Linked DNA regions of Mus musculus: region 2 is linked to region 1. The links are chromatin contacts, called in public HiChIP or PLAC-seq maps. All regions are on one chromosome and are shown on one strand. The core of a region is the stretch at or near the end of the contact, and the rest is flanking DNA. Distances in the headings are between cores, read along the strand shown.

What was found. HiChIP or PLAC-seq counts read pairs in DNA pulled down with a chosen protein or histone mark.
Region 2: a contact with region 1 is called in an H3K27ac HiChIP or PLAC-seq map of the HPC-7 cell line, with 7 times the contacts expected there. The contact joins two enhancer-like sites. A contact is called at or near these places in 7 of 484 Hi-C or Micro-C datasets (the AtT-20 cell line, the G1E-ER4 cell line, the N1E-115 cell line and 4 more), 6 of 115 datasets of contacts at active chromatin or transcription factors (the HPC-7 cell line, acute myeloid leukemia, bone marrow-derived macrophages and 3 more) and 4 of 9 other capture datasets (adipose tissue, embryonic stem cells, liver and 1 more).

Annotation. Positions count from the first base shown.
Region 1 is chr16:94,029,426-94,036,106 of GRCm38.p6, forward strand. Gm31175 (a long non-coding RNA gene) reads right to left here. Exons shown (of 6, transcript XR_876272.2): 6 at 2,208-4,225. Among named protein-coding and RNA genes, the nearest start is that of 2410003I16Rik, 22 kb to the left of the region's middle. Within about 2 kb of position 3,021, at least 6 of the 459 cell types and tissues checked have an H3K27ac peak or open chromatin away from gene starts, as enhancers often do. A contact at or near this core is called in the G1E-ER4 cell line and the HPC-7 cell line, where this site is marked.
Region 2 is chr16:94,220,403-94,227,083 of GRCm38.p6, forward strand. All of the region lies in intron 6 of Hlcs (holocarboxylase synthetase (biotin- [propriony-Coenzyme A-carboxylase (ATP-hydrolysing)] ligase)), which reads right to left. Among named protein-coding and RNA genes, the nearest start is that of Hlcs, 67 kb to the right of the region's middle. Within about 2 kb of position 3,074, at least 100 of the 459 cell types and tissues checked have an H3K27ac peak or open chromatin away from gene starts, as enhancers often do. A contact at or near this core is called in the G1E-ER4 cell line and the HPC-7 cell line, where this site is marked.

The DNA.
Region 1 (6,681 bases), core at 1,771-4,270:
AGAGTACCTTATTTTATAACAAGCAGACGTTTCTAATAAATGAATACAGTTAAGTGTACATCCGAAATTCTACTTTTGACCTTAAAATTATAGCCAATATGTACTGTTTTCATTTTTGCCTAATCAGAAGGCAATCTGATGTCATCCTGCCAAATGCACAGAGGAGTTTTTGACATGGGCGAAGCTAAACAGTCCTGATGATTTGGATAAACCCTTCCACTCTCGTCCTTGTGGGTCCCCTGCTCAGACCCGTCCTGGGATGGCTCCTCCCGTGACTTTATTTCATCTCGTCTCCTCCAACATTGAAACATATTTCTTTTCCGATGTTTTTCCCTCTGTGGTTCACCTGAAATCCTACATTCCTGTGATTTATTAAAACACTCAAATCTCTTATTTGTGTGTGTGTGTGTGTGTGGTTTTTTTTTTATAAATATACTCTTGACTCTCTGCCAAGCAGAGAGGAATTTGTGCACTCTCTGGTAGGGTCAGGGTTTGATGGGACCTTATGATAGCAGGAGGCCCGGCATGCTGACTGGGTCATTGTTGTGATTACCTGGTGAGCGGGTCTGCCTCCTCAAGTGACTCTCCTGCATGCACTGACCAGAGATGGAGGGAGAGACTCTACTCCCCAGCAGGGATGCTGCCTGGTCCACCTCCTCCCGCCTCTGGGTGCAGGTATACATGGTAAGGCCACTGCCCAGCTGGTTAGAAGGTGGGTAGTGTCAGTCCTGCTCATGGCTTCTCCAAGCATGTCCCCGACCCTGACTTTTCTTAACAAAGGAGAGCCACCCTGTGCCTGTCAGAGCCCAGAGCACCCTGTACCAGCGGAGTTTCATAACACCCTGGCCTTTCCCCAAAGTTGCTTCTGGTGGGAAGAGACAGAGCAAGACCCTGAGTGTTTGCAGAATCTGTTTGACTCTGGATGTGTCCAGGCCAGGTTTCCTGTTGACTTGGTTCTGGTCTTCACAAAGTCAAACAGCCTGTGTTTGAGGAAGAATGCCACAGCAGGAGTGGAAAGAAGGTCCCGACCCTCGGGCGGGTGTTTGGCTGCCTGGTGCTGAGGTCAGAGGAGGGATTGAGATCAGTTCCGTCCCTGTGAGGGGGGCCTGGGTCTGGATAGGATGGAGCTGAGGAAGATGTGTGGACCATTAAGGCTTCTCCAGGCTATTCCAGATAAGGAAGGAAACCTCTATGCCTCTCTCCCCTAAAGTGGATTGCTTTTATTTTCTGATCGATGGCTTTGTTTATTAATTTTTTTGAGACTAATGGGATCTCAGTCCACGTCTGTGGCTGTAAGAACGTACCCCAGACCTGAGTAATCTATAAGCAGCGTTCATCCACCCCTGTAGCTCTGGAAGCATAGAGGTGCACAGCGACTAAGAGTCCGTGCCTCCCGGGAGCTGCTCCCACAGATGGTGTCTTCTGCGCGTCCTTACATGATGCAGAAGATGATAGCTGCCTTGGAACTTTAGGCCACCACTCCTGTCCATACCTCATCATCTCCCACAGATCCGACCTGTTCACACTGCTACATTTCAAGCTTGGCTTCACCACATGGATCTGGGAGGGACACGAACTCGCACATGGTGGCGTTCTGTCACGCTCAACTTCATATCTATTTCTCCCCGCATTTATTCCACGGCGATAGGAAATCTTAATGCACTTTGGTCTCAACCCCAGAGTGTACACTGCAGAGCCTGCCCTAACAAATGTCTTGTCCAACATGAATGAGATTTGTCTTAATCTTTTTTTTTTCTGTTCCTGTGACAAAATATTCCAAGTTAGGTGGTTTATAAAGCAAATGAATTTATAACACATCTAGTGTTTCATAAACTCCAAAATGAAGTTCTGGATCTCCTGTGGCCATCTTGCTGTGTCATAATGTGGAGGACATCCATTGCCAGAGAAGGAGTGTGAGACCAGAAGCAGACGAAGCTCCCGCTTCCCATCGGGACATCCTGTGAGGACATGCATCTCTGTGACCCTGACAGTCCATACTGGATGACAGCAGAGCCCTCCTGGTCCACTCCTTCTTAAAGCCTCACTCTTTTTTTTTTTTAAAGATTTATTTTATTTGTGTTTACTTTATTTGCCCACATGCATTTGCATGTGTACCACATACATGCCTGGTTCCATGGACCCCTGAAACTGGAGTTATAGCTGTAAGCTGCTACGTGGGTGCTGGGAATTGAACCCTGGTCCTCTAGAGTACTATCTGGTGCTCCTAACTGCAGAGCCATCTCTCCAACCCCAAGTCTCACTTCTTCATACTGTCATGATGCCAGTCCAGTTTCAGCATGGCTTTGGCAGGGGGCATTCTAATAATAATAATATAACATAAAATCAAATAATATGCTCCCGATCACAGACTTCAGAGGAAGAAGGGAGACTGGCAGTGTGCCTGGGTAGCAAGATGCTCTGGGTCAGACTGAGCAGTCTTGAAAAAGGAACTAAATGAAATGGGATCAACAGGGAAAGGGCAGGGCAGGGAGAAGGTGCTGGAAGAGGTGACCCAGTTCTTGTTTGTCCTCTGTGAACCTCTGGGCACCGCACACCGACGCGGCAGCAGGCGACCACCGTGATCTCTGCTGCTGAGGGCACTGAGAAAGACTCAGAGCGTGGATAGCTCGCTTATGACTGCCAGTACCCTAAATACTCGCTCCCTCTTGATATCCCGAGACTCAGTGACTGACCGCTGGAGTCAATGTGTTTGTGCCACTGTGAACATTTTTCTCTGGAAAGTGCTGTGAGTGAGCTGCCAACCTCCCAAAAGAGGCTTCATGTGGGTTTCAGCCCAATATCAAAGGAAAAACCATGCAAGTGGCAACAGGCCAGGAGGCCCAAAGTCACTCAAAGCAAAGAAAGCAAGCAGGTGCTGTGGCTAGAAGGGGTCTTCGTCCCCCGAGAATGGGACCCTCTTGTGTTTTTAAAAAAGAAGTAGGCTGGAGAGATGACTAAGCTGTTATAGGTTAAGCTCACAACCAAAAATATAAAAAGGAAGTAGCTATTTGTTATCAGATGCACAGACACACGAATGTATGAAGGCCTAACAAACTGCCTCCAAGTCGCACCCCACAGCCCCCCACTCTTACAGTTCCAAGCATGTCTGACCAGATGCCCTGAAAAACTACAGATGAGGCCCAACATAAAATTGTCAATATCGTTAAGACATGAGATCTCTCTGTGTGTGATTCTTATAGTGTAACCTGATTGTACAGATCTCAAGTGTAAACAGTAGATGACAATGTCATGCTGTAATCCCTAAAGGTTGGGCCCATGAGATAGATCTTTCCTTTACCCTCCAAGGCATTGGGTAGACTGAAGATGGCTTCCATGGTGAAACCCTGCAGGTCATCTCCAGCATCATGGTGGTAGAAACAAGCCTCCAGAGTTCACAGATCTACACTCTTGAAGAACCTCCTCATCACAGACTCACTGAGACTTAACATGGTTTTGTTTTAGGACACAGGGTCTCATCACGTTGCTCAGGCTGGCCTGGAATTCCTGGGCTCAGGTGATCTTTCTGCTGCAGCCTCTTGAGTAGTTGAGTGGTAGATGAAGACTGGCTTGCAGAGAAGTTTGTACAGACCACTGTCACCATGTTTGCTATTATTGGTTGGACTTAACTGAGCGTAAATGTCCCACCTTAGTCACAGCGCATGCATGCTTTCCTGAGCCTACCCCTGTCACTGCAGGATACCCAAGAATCCTTGAAGTATCACCATCTTCATCCTGGAGAGTTCCAGAACACTACAGTAGAATGTAATGTAAAACTGTAATGACCACTGGAGCCTGTCTCTAAATAAGCTCTTTCCTAGCGGTCCTCTTAGGCCTCCAGACCACCAGACTCTGGGCTCCAGCATCGATGTACTTCACAGATAGCTTCAGAATCATGTTTGGGTTGTTAGTTGTATCCGCCCTCCCTCGTAGGGAGTCAAAGTCCTTTGCTCTGGAGACCTTGATAAAAGAAGTCAGGGCAGAAGGCTGGCAAAGATGGGGAAACCAGCTGGGACCACTCAGGGCAGGAGCAGAGGCAATTCACAATGTGGAAATATCAGAACAGGAGGGCTCTGAGCTGGCGGATCAGTCGGGATGTCTAACGTAGCAGAGAACCCCATGTTCTCTGTGACCACAGGGGCAAATGCATTTCTGTTACTGGGTTACATTGCTGCTCTGTGTCTCACATCTTCCCATCTGAGATCTCAACCAATGAAGCAACCATGCCCTGCAAAACATCGAGAGAGGAGTGCACTCACATAACGTTTCTTGGTTAGAGAGTAGGCATTCCCCCGACGTAAGCTCCACGCCCTCAGGTGTAGCCTGCCTCACGGCCAACCATGGTCAATGGGATGGAAATGTATCATTCTTTAACAGGGAATTATGGGTATGAATGATCATGATACCAACCTTAATGACTACAGGCAAGGCATCTCCAGTCGTGTGATAACCTGGGGAAACTGAGGCACTGAGTAGCAATGTGGCTTGCCTGCTGGCTGTAAAGCATGAGGTTGGAGTATCAGCGCCTGCACCACATTCCTTAGCCATCTCTCCTGGTTCTTAGTCCTAAGCCTGAGCTTCCAAGATATTGTCTAAGATGTCTTCCCAGATGCTAATGGGCAGGCAGGGCAGTTTTAACACATGCCAGAGACTTGATTCTCCCTGTGGAGTGTGCGGTTTTCCAAGTCAGAAGAAGGTACAACGTCCCATCTTTTCGCTCTAAGCCTCATGGACCCTGCTGGAGGGGGAAGAGAGTTCCTGACAAAACACTGTGGGGAACAGCAACGTGATGCCACTCATCAAATGGACTCCAATTTGCCCCCGGAGATATGAAATTTGAGTTTGATGTTGCTGTGAGGAATGCTTTAAAATAACATAGCCTGCCTATAAATTCTTCCCAGCTTAGACATGGACGAGCTTTCCCTTTTAGGACAGTCATGTGACTGTGCGGGGCCATCATTAATTTTGACCATTTTTTTCCGTTTTCATTTCTTTTCAGTTTTCGCCAAAAATGCAATAAATGTCACGGAACAGATCTTCATAAAGCCATTGGTGGATGAATCACGGGGTATCTGGAAAATGTTTTCTTTTCCTTTCTAGTGCAACGGCCTTTTTCTCTTTAATAAAAAACAACAAATGCCACAGCTCCTGCCTCCACAGTAAAAATGTCTTACAAAACAAAAGCCTGGGCTTTGGTGTGTCATGACTACACGCCTCTTCACTCAGGGCATCTTAGGGAACCTACATAGTCTCTGTCTGGAGCTGTGAATCTGTTCTGGAAATGGCTTCAGATATCAGACCATCTCAGGTCACTGGCATACCGTTTTGCACAATGGTTCCTTTGATTTGTAACATATGTGAAATTAAAATAAGCTTTATATGATTTTTTTTGTATTTCCATAAACCCTCTAAGAAGTCAGACCCTAGTCAAATGGCTCAAAATAAAACTGAACCACACTTGTCTCCTTTTATCAAAGGTTTCTGACCAGATGGAAGGGAGATTAAAAAAAAAAAAAAAAGCCAAGTCCAGGAAGACTGTCCCCTTCCTGTCTCCCGAGTAGGTGGCTCTGAGAAGAGCCTGCATGTCATCTACCCAGTCTCCCTGAACCTTAGTCCTACAGAGCAGACCCTGGGACAGAATCTGTGCCAGGGAGGGAGACAGAGTTATGAAAAGCTGCTCTTTATGTGAAAGCAAAATAGATTTCTGAGCTAGGACACATTCAGAGGCAGAGCATCAGCCTAGAAGGAGCAAGGAGCTGACACCCAAATCCAGCAGGGAAAATAAAGAAAGAAGGAAAGAAAGAAGGGAAGGAGAGAGGGGAGGAGGGAGAGAGGCAAAGGCTGGGGATGCAGCTCAGTTGGCAGAATGCTTGCCTACAGTGTATGAAGCCCTGGGTTCAATCCCCGACACCTCTTAAACCAGTCGCATTAGTAAACAATTGTAATGCCAGCACCCAGAGAGGCAGGAAGATCAGAAGGTCAAGGTTGTCTTCAGCTACATAGCAAGTTTAAGGCCAGCCTGGGTTACATGAGACTCTGATTCAAAGAGAGATGCAGGGTAGTTCTACTGCCCATCTCTTGAACAAGGGGAGTCTAATTGCTCTGTTTGTTCAAGTAATTTACACCTATCTGCCCTCCTCTTCCCAAGTCCCTTGTAGGCCAGATACCCTGCAGAACCCAGTAGTTCCTAGTATGATCAGTATGGATAGGCTACCCAAAGACTGCTTCTACTCAAGAATTTGTGGTATACAGGGGACAGATGACATCAGAATCCCGTGGGGGCTAGAAGACCTTGTCTCCTTTGTTGCTTTGATGTGTCTCTGTGTCCCCATACTATCATGGATCATGGACCAACATGACATGCCTCATCACCAGTCTCTGGGGCACTTCCTCTTGGTGTGAAACTATTTTCTATGCCTCAGTATTCAGTTAGCTAACATCATTCATTCGCACACACCCCATATGTACTTTATAAAAGCTAACACGCCGAGAAACGGATGTCCAACACTGACAAGTTTGGGATCTTCATTCCAGCAGTGATGTTAACATATCAGCTAAGAACTCTTCCAGAAATTAAACACCACACACACACACACACACACACACACACACACAGACAGAGAGAGAGAGAGAGAGAGAGGTATGCACACATGCACACACATGCACACATGGAGTTTTTGGACC
Region 2 (6,681 bases), core at 1,824-4,323, 190 kb after region 1:
CATTCACTGTGGCTGACCTCTGAAGGGTTACCATGAACGAGACAGAAGGTAAAGAGAGAGGCAGCCTCGGCTCTCACAGGAAGTTTGTATTAACTAGAAATGTCCTGTACCAGCTGCTACTTAAGGACACAGAGAGAGAGCTGCTAGTCAGGACCGGGGCTGTCACCTAAGACAAGGCCCTGGGTGTGGCCACCGTCACCTAATGTAGGTCTCAGAAAAGGCTCATCCGTGTTGCTATCTGCATCCACAGACAATGGCACAGAGGAACAAGCAGCCCATTCCACTAGTAGGACGGGGAGGCTTAGAAAACAAACTATATGGGACAAGAAAGTCCATAACGGCAATCAACAGTAGTCAAACCAACAGAGACACAGCCAAGCACTTGGGACAGGGAGGACTAAGTGTTTTTTCTATTTAGAGTCACAGTCAGATTTCCACTGTGGAATGAGGTGAGTCTATAATTTCCATTCAGAGAGATGGAGCTGGCATGAGGTCAGTAACTGTTAACTGAGCCTGTGACAGGAGAGACTCGTTGTGGCTGTTCAGACGCAATGGGGCACAGGCGGACTGCAGTGGGTGGCTGGCCTTTCAGATCTAAGAGAAAATGGGTCTGGAAAACACTGTCCACCTGATGCGGGGCATGGGAGATGCCCTCACTTCCACAAATGCCCCTAAGGTTGGCAGCCACCGGTGAAAGGAGGAAAAAAGGGCCCAAAATAAGGGCTGTGCAAGCATTCTACGGGCCTCCCGCAGGAGTGCAGGTTCTCGCCTGAGATTCACAGTCGCGGATCACAACACCCAAGCATCTTGGATCTCCTCTACAGATATCGAGGAAAGCTAAAAGTCAGATTATATCTTGTTTGGTTCGTTTGAGATGACAAAGCTCCATGGATTGTTTTCAAAAGTGGAGAGGACACTAAACGAAGGAGAGAGGATTAAAAGCTCCAGAAAAGGGAGAAGGCAGAACTTGCATAAGCTTCTACCTCGCACTCTGCACCTCGTTCCAAGCATAAGGACCCTCCCTCATGGGGCCAGGCAGAGCCTAGGTGTTACCTGCTGACCAGCCAAACAAGCTTGGAAGGAACTCTAAGGTCTAAAATGTTAGTAAGACCTCACCTGAGACAGCGTCCTCCCCCTCTGCTGAACTTTCCCCTCCCTCCACCGTCCTGGGCCTCTCAAGCCTCCAGATGGCTCTGTGGGCCGGGGCGGCTCCCAGGGCAGCTGAGTTCTTACTGCAGTGCCACCAACTCCTCTGCAGTCCATGGAGTTACTGACTTAAACAGCCAACCAGTTATTTAACCAGTATTCAGACAGGGCTTCACATATTCCAAGCTGGTCTTGGAATCTACTACACACTTGAAGACAGCCTTGGGTTCCCAATCTTCCAGCCTCTGCCTCCCAAAAGCTGAGATGGCAGGTGGGTACTACCACACTGGGCCATCCCAGCTCCCCCAAAGTCTGGCTGTTTGGCTTGGAAGTGACCCCAGGACACAGTTCCTTCCAGGGGAAGCATTTAAACATTCACCCAGACAACTGCTCCCCACTTCCACCCACGACAGTGGCTACTTAGTATGAGAGGGCCACGGGGCCCACGCAGATTTCCCTGGGTGCCAGAGGGAGTTCTGGCCATCCGTCCCTAGGGCAACCCTGGAGAAGTCGAGAACTTCGCATGACACCGTGTGCTGTGAATAAGACTCTCCCGTGGCATGGAACATCCGCAGGGAAAAGCGAGTTTACCTTCCGACTGAACAGCACCTCCAGGAGGCATAAAGGGCTTAAAGGAGAGAACGTGAGAGCTCAAAATAAAAGAAGTCAGCCAGCAAGGGAGTATCCCAGCCTGAAGGACTTCAGGTACCTTCCTGTCCAGCCTCCATGCAAGCCCTAAGGCTGGGAAAGCCCCTGTGGCTACTTGTATGTAGATTCCTGTATTTACCTCATTTGAGAAGGAGTTTATTACTTAAAAAAATAAGCTCCTTCCCAGCACTCGGGAGGCAGAGGCAGGCGGATTTCTGAGTTCGAGGCCAGCCTGGTCGACAAAGTGAATTCCAGGACAGCCAGGGCTACACAGAGAAACCCTGTCTCGAAAAACAAAAACAAAAAACAAAAACAAAACAAAAAACAAAAAAACAAACAAAATAAGCTCCTAACAGTGGGGGTGGGGCTGTCCCTGACTCTTTTGCCTACTTGTAGGACCCTTTTCCTCCTACTGGCTGCCTTGTCCAGCCTAGACGTAATGATATGTGCTAGGTCTTACTGTAATGACTCTGGTGGGTTGATGTCCCTGGGAGACCTGATCTTTTCTGAGGAGAGGCAGAGGTGGGGAGGAAGAGACGGGGAGGCATGGGGTGGGAGGGAGAACTGTGGTTGGGATGTGATATATGAGAAAAGAATAAAAAGAAAGAATTGCAATATTAGACATTCTTAAGCCACAGATACAGCATAGCCCTCTCACCTTACAAACAAGGAAGCTGGCCCAGACAGGCTGAGAGAGTCACTTTGCACCCCAGGCTGTTAAAAGTAGCCCAAGGTTTCCAGGCTGTTAACATGGCCACCTGCCCCACCAGGCACTTTCGGTTTTGGGTAAACGCTGCACACATACACACACATTCTCCAGCTCCAAACTGTGAAAACTCCATTACCATTCCGGTGACCTCTGGAACCCACAGGCAGGACTAGGCTCCCATCCTCTCTGGACTCTTCCTGCTCCCCATGCCCTTCCCACGGCCTAGGAGAAGCTCCTCTACCAGCCACTGACCTCACCCTTCTCCTTGCTAATTTGAATACTCTTCGGGGAGTGTTAGCATTTTGTCTAAACTGAAAATGATGAATGACTTCTTGTGCAACGCAGAAAGTATGTGGCTTTGGGCTCTCCAAGTGACGGAATACCCTCCATGCAGAAACAGACCTCTCTGTCCCCGAGGTGTGCCCGCGTATAAGAACCTGGTAAGGGGCAGGTGAGAACCATGAAGCTCTTGCTCCAAAACAGGTGTTTTATTTGAAAGAAAAACAAAGGTTGTAAATAAGCCTTAAAACAAACTCAGGAAAGAGGAAGTGAGGAGAGGCGACCTAACAAACAGGGGAAATAGCTGCTTCATTACCCAACACGATATTACAGTTATTTTTTCTTTACACATTTACAGGGTTTTAATACAATGCATTTGTAAACCCACCCACTGCTCAGCCTCTGTCTCCATACTACGTGGACACAGGTGAGTGAGTGGTCACACCTCCGAGAACACACTCGTGAACACGCCATTCTAAACCTGTCTAAACTGTTCCTAATTAGGACTCGTGTTAACCCCTAAACCAACGTTTGAGAAGTTTTTCTTATCACATGTGTCTGACTGCACCAGACCTGTAGACCTACTCACAGCCTCCCCTGGCTGTAGGCTCACAGCCTTCTCGGGGAGTAGTCTTAGGCTCGCCACCCAGTGATGTGTCCACCTAGGACCAGAAGTACAACCGGATCTCATGCTGGTCAGAAATCATGTTAAGCATTAAAGAAAAACTCTAAATATTCCGAGTCTTGCTTTTTCTCAGTTTCCACATCAATGGCTGGCTGTGTGTACTCTCCAAGAAAGGAATGCGATCATCTTGGTTACAGACAAACAGATTAAACGACTGCCGACCAACCTTCCACCTTCACACCACATGCCCTCCCTGCAAAGGGCCGAGCACACAGCTACCTTTCCTAGTGGCATGAACAGGCACCGACGAACCTGACATTTTCACAACTCATGGGAAGTCATGAGATCTGGCCTGGGCCCCAGTAGCCAAACATCCCTGGCTGACTTGCCAGGACATAGCCAGATGTCTAGTGAGCATATCCGGGTTGGCCCAGGTCAGGTCATGGCTCTGTTACTATGGGCTAACTTGTCTGTACCCTATAGACTCCAGATAAAACACTTCCAGCCACCAGAGGGGTTCAGGTCACTTGTAAATGGCAGCCGCCTCTATAGCTTCTTTCTCTAAGATGAGCGTGAGCTACAAGGATGAGGTTTTAACCACGTCCTCCAGATTGATTCCCTTATTGGCTGTTTCTCTTTATTAAAGATTTATTTATTCCATGTGATTACACTGTCGCAGTCTTCAGACACACCAGAAGGTGGCATCGGATCCCATTATAGATGGTTGTGAGCCACCATGTGGTTGCTGGGAATTGAACTCAGGACCTCTGGAAGAGCAGTCAGTGCTCTTAACCTCTGAGCCATCTCTCCAGCCCTTGGCTGTTTCTCTCTCTCTCTTTTTTTTTTTCTTTCTTTTTACTTCTTTCTTTGCTTCATATGAGACAGGCTAGCCTTAAACTCACCATGTAACTGTGATCCTGAACTACCTGCACTGTGGTTACAGGTGTGTGAGGCCACATCAGGTTTATACAGTTCTGATAATTAGGTACAAGCACCTCACCCCACTAACTGGTACCTGTGTCCTGCTGGAGCTCACAAGGTATTAATTGAGTGGCTGAGCTTTAAATAAAACCAAGCAAATGATTACCGAGTATACAACGCACAGAAGGAAGTAGTGTAAAGTTACCCATTTGCTAGGGGCTAACGGTCTAACACACAGCTCTTCAGCTGTGTCTGGAAACACTGAAGCCACACAAAATTTGGCAACAATAAAAGGTCTCTGAATACATGATGAACCCAAGATTAACTCAGAATCAAACACTCAGTGAGCCCAAGGTGTTTCTGTCAGGACTCAGCTTGGTTCACCCTTCAATGTCACAGTGGACATGGTTCTGAACATACAACCCTCTTCGCCATGTGCACGCACACCACCACAGCACAGAACTCCAGTAACTGCAAGAGAGAGAGAGACTGGCCACATCTCGGCTTTGACGCTAGCATATTGTATTTGACATAGCACATTATGAACTGCAGTGGTACATACAGACGTTTCTACTCAGTAGATTAATTATGAAAACCAAGACTTTTTATATTTGCCTGCCATCCTTGTATCTCGGCAAGTATCAAGTTAGAAATTTTTTTAACATATTACATTCACCTATTTGTCACACATGTTTGTGCGGCATCTGGGCACGTGGAAGTTAGAGGACATCATGAAGGAGCCAGTGCTCTCCGCCTGGGATGAGGGCTGCCGGGATCGCATTCAGTCGTCAGACTTGGAAGCCACGTCTGCCACGCACTGAGCCATCTTGGCAGGCCTCGGATTAGTCTATCTTTTGATTGTGTTAGAATGCCTGGTTCGAAACTTTCTATTTGAGTTGAGCTGCATTGGAAAACACTGCTCTGTAAATTTCGACCTGGAATTAGGACAGAACTTCCAGCCATCTCTGAACTGGCCCTGAGCAAACTCTGTCTTTTTGTATTTAAGCAAAACAGTGTTCTCAGCACTGATGACTAGAGAATCAAAGTATCAATCAACTGTGAAAAATATGTCCTACAGTATCAAATACTCAGCCAAAATCTGTCTTTTTTGCAAAACCAAATAAGCCTATTATGATTCTCATTAGTGGGCACGTTTTCTTTTGCATTAAATCAACAGTAAAATTATATGCACACGAAGGAACTGTTTTTAGACAACTTGCTTTATGATTTATTCTTAGTAAGTGCTTAATTCACATTGATATACTTTAATACCTGGGGCTGCACTGAAATCCCCCGTTGGAAAGGGGCCCTGCGTAGAAAAAGTGGGAGCAACCTGATGGAGGATGTGCTGGGCCTATCCATTATCCCAGAACAACACAACCCACAAGATCCGCCTTGGGTGCAGCTACAGAGCCTCGGTGCCGCAGCAAGGCACCCAGGGCAACCACACAGCTTCAGCAAAGACTACCTGAAGGGCTCAGACCTCACCACTGAGAGGATTCAGAAGGCCCAGCTGTGAGCTGAGAAGTTTCAACAGCACTGCCCTAGGCCTTGCTGGGCTGAGCACCTCGCCTCTCCGGAAGACTCCGCTGAGTTGGTTGCGGGTTACCTTCACCAGCACTCTCTGGTACAGTAAAGGCCGGTGTGTGCCAGGTTCAATGGTGCACTTTTCTGTGTGTCTTCACCTTCCCTGACCCGAGCTCATCCCTGCAGTGATGGTGCGAGGAGGCGGGGCCTGTGGGAGGATGAGGTTACACGGTGGGGCTTGAGGATGGGGTCGGTGCTTTGAAGAAGGGGCTCTCACCCACTCCCGCTGTCTGAAGGCAGCTATGTGCAGGGTGGGTCCTCACCAGGACCTGACCCCTGGGGGCATCCTGCTCTCTCCCTTCCAGCAGCAAGGAGGAGCAAAGCTCTGTCCTCATCAGCCTGCCACACCTACAAACTGCCTCCGGTACCAAGATGTGAGAAGCCTGGAAAGCCGACTCCAGTGAAATGTCATCCAAACAGTACATACTATGACCATTAAACTGTCACTGTCACAGTAAGAGGTGAGTCCTGCCTCTGGAACTCTTACAGGTCCCATGCCTGCCACTCAGACGTTTGGATCCCAGCCTCACATAAACGCAGCGCTGGGGAGGTGGAGATGAACGGACCCTGCGGCTCCCGGATCAGGGAGTCTAGATGATCCCACAAACTCCCGGGCTCAGTGAGAGGCCCTGTCTTGAGAAAATGGTGGAGAGCGATTGAGGAAAACAGCGTGACAACCTCTGGCCTCCACGTGTAGACACGCATACCACATACATAACACAGACATACAAACACAACAACAACAACAACAACAACAAAGCTTCGA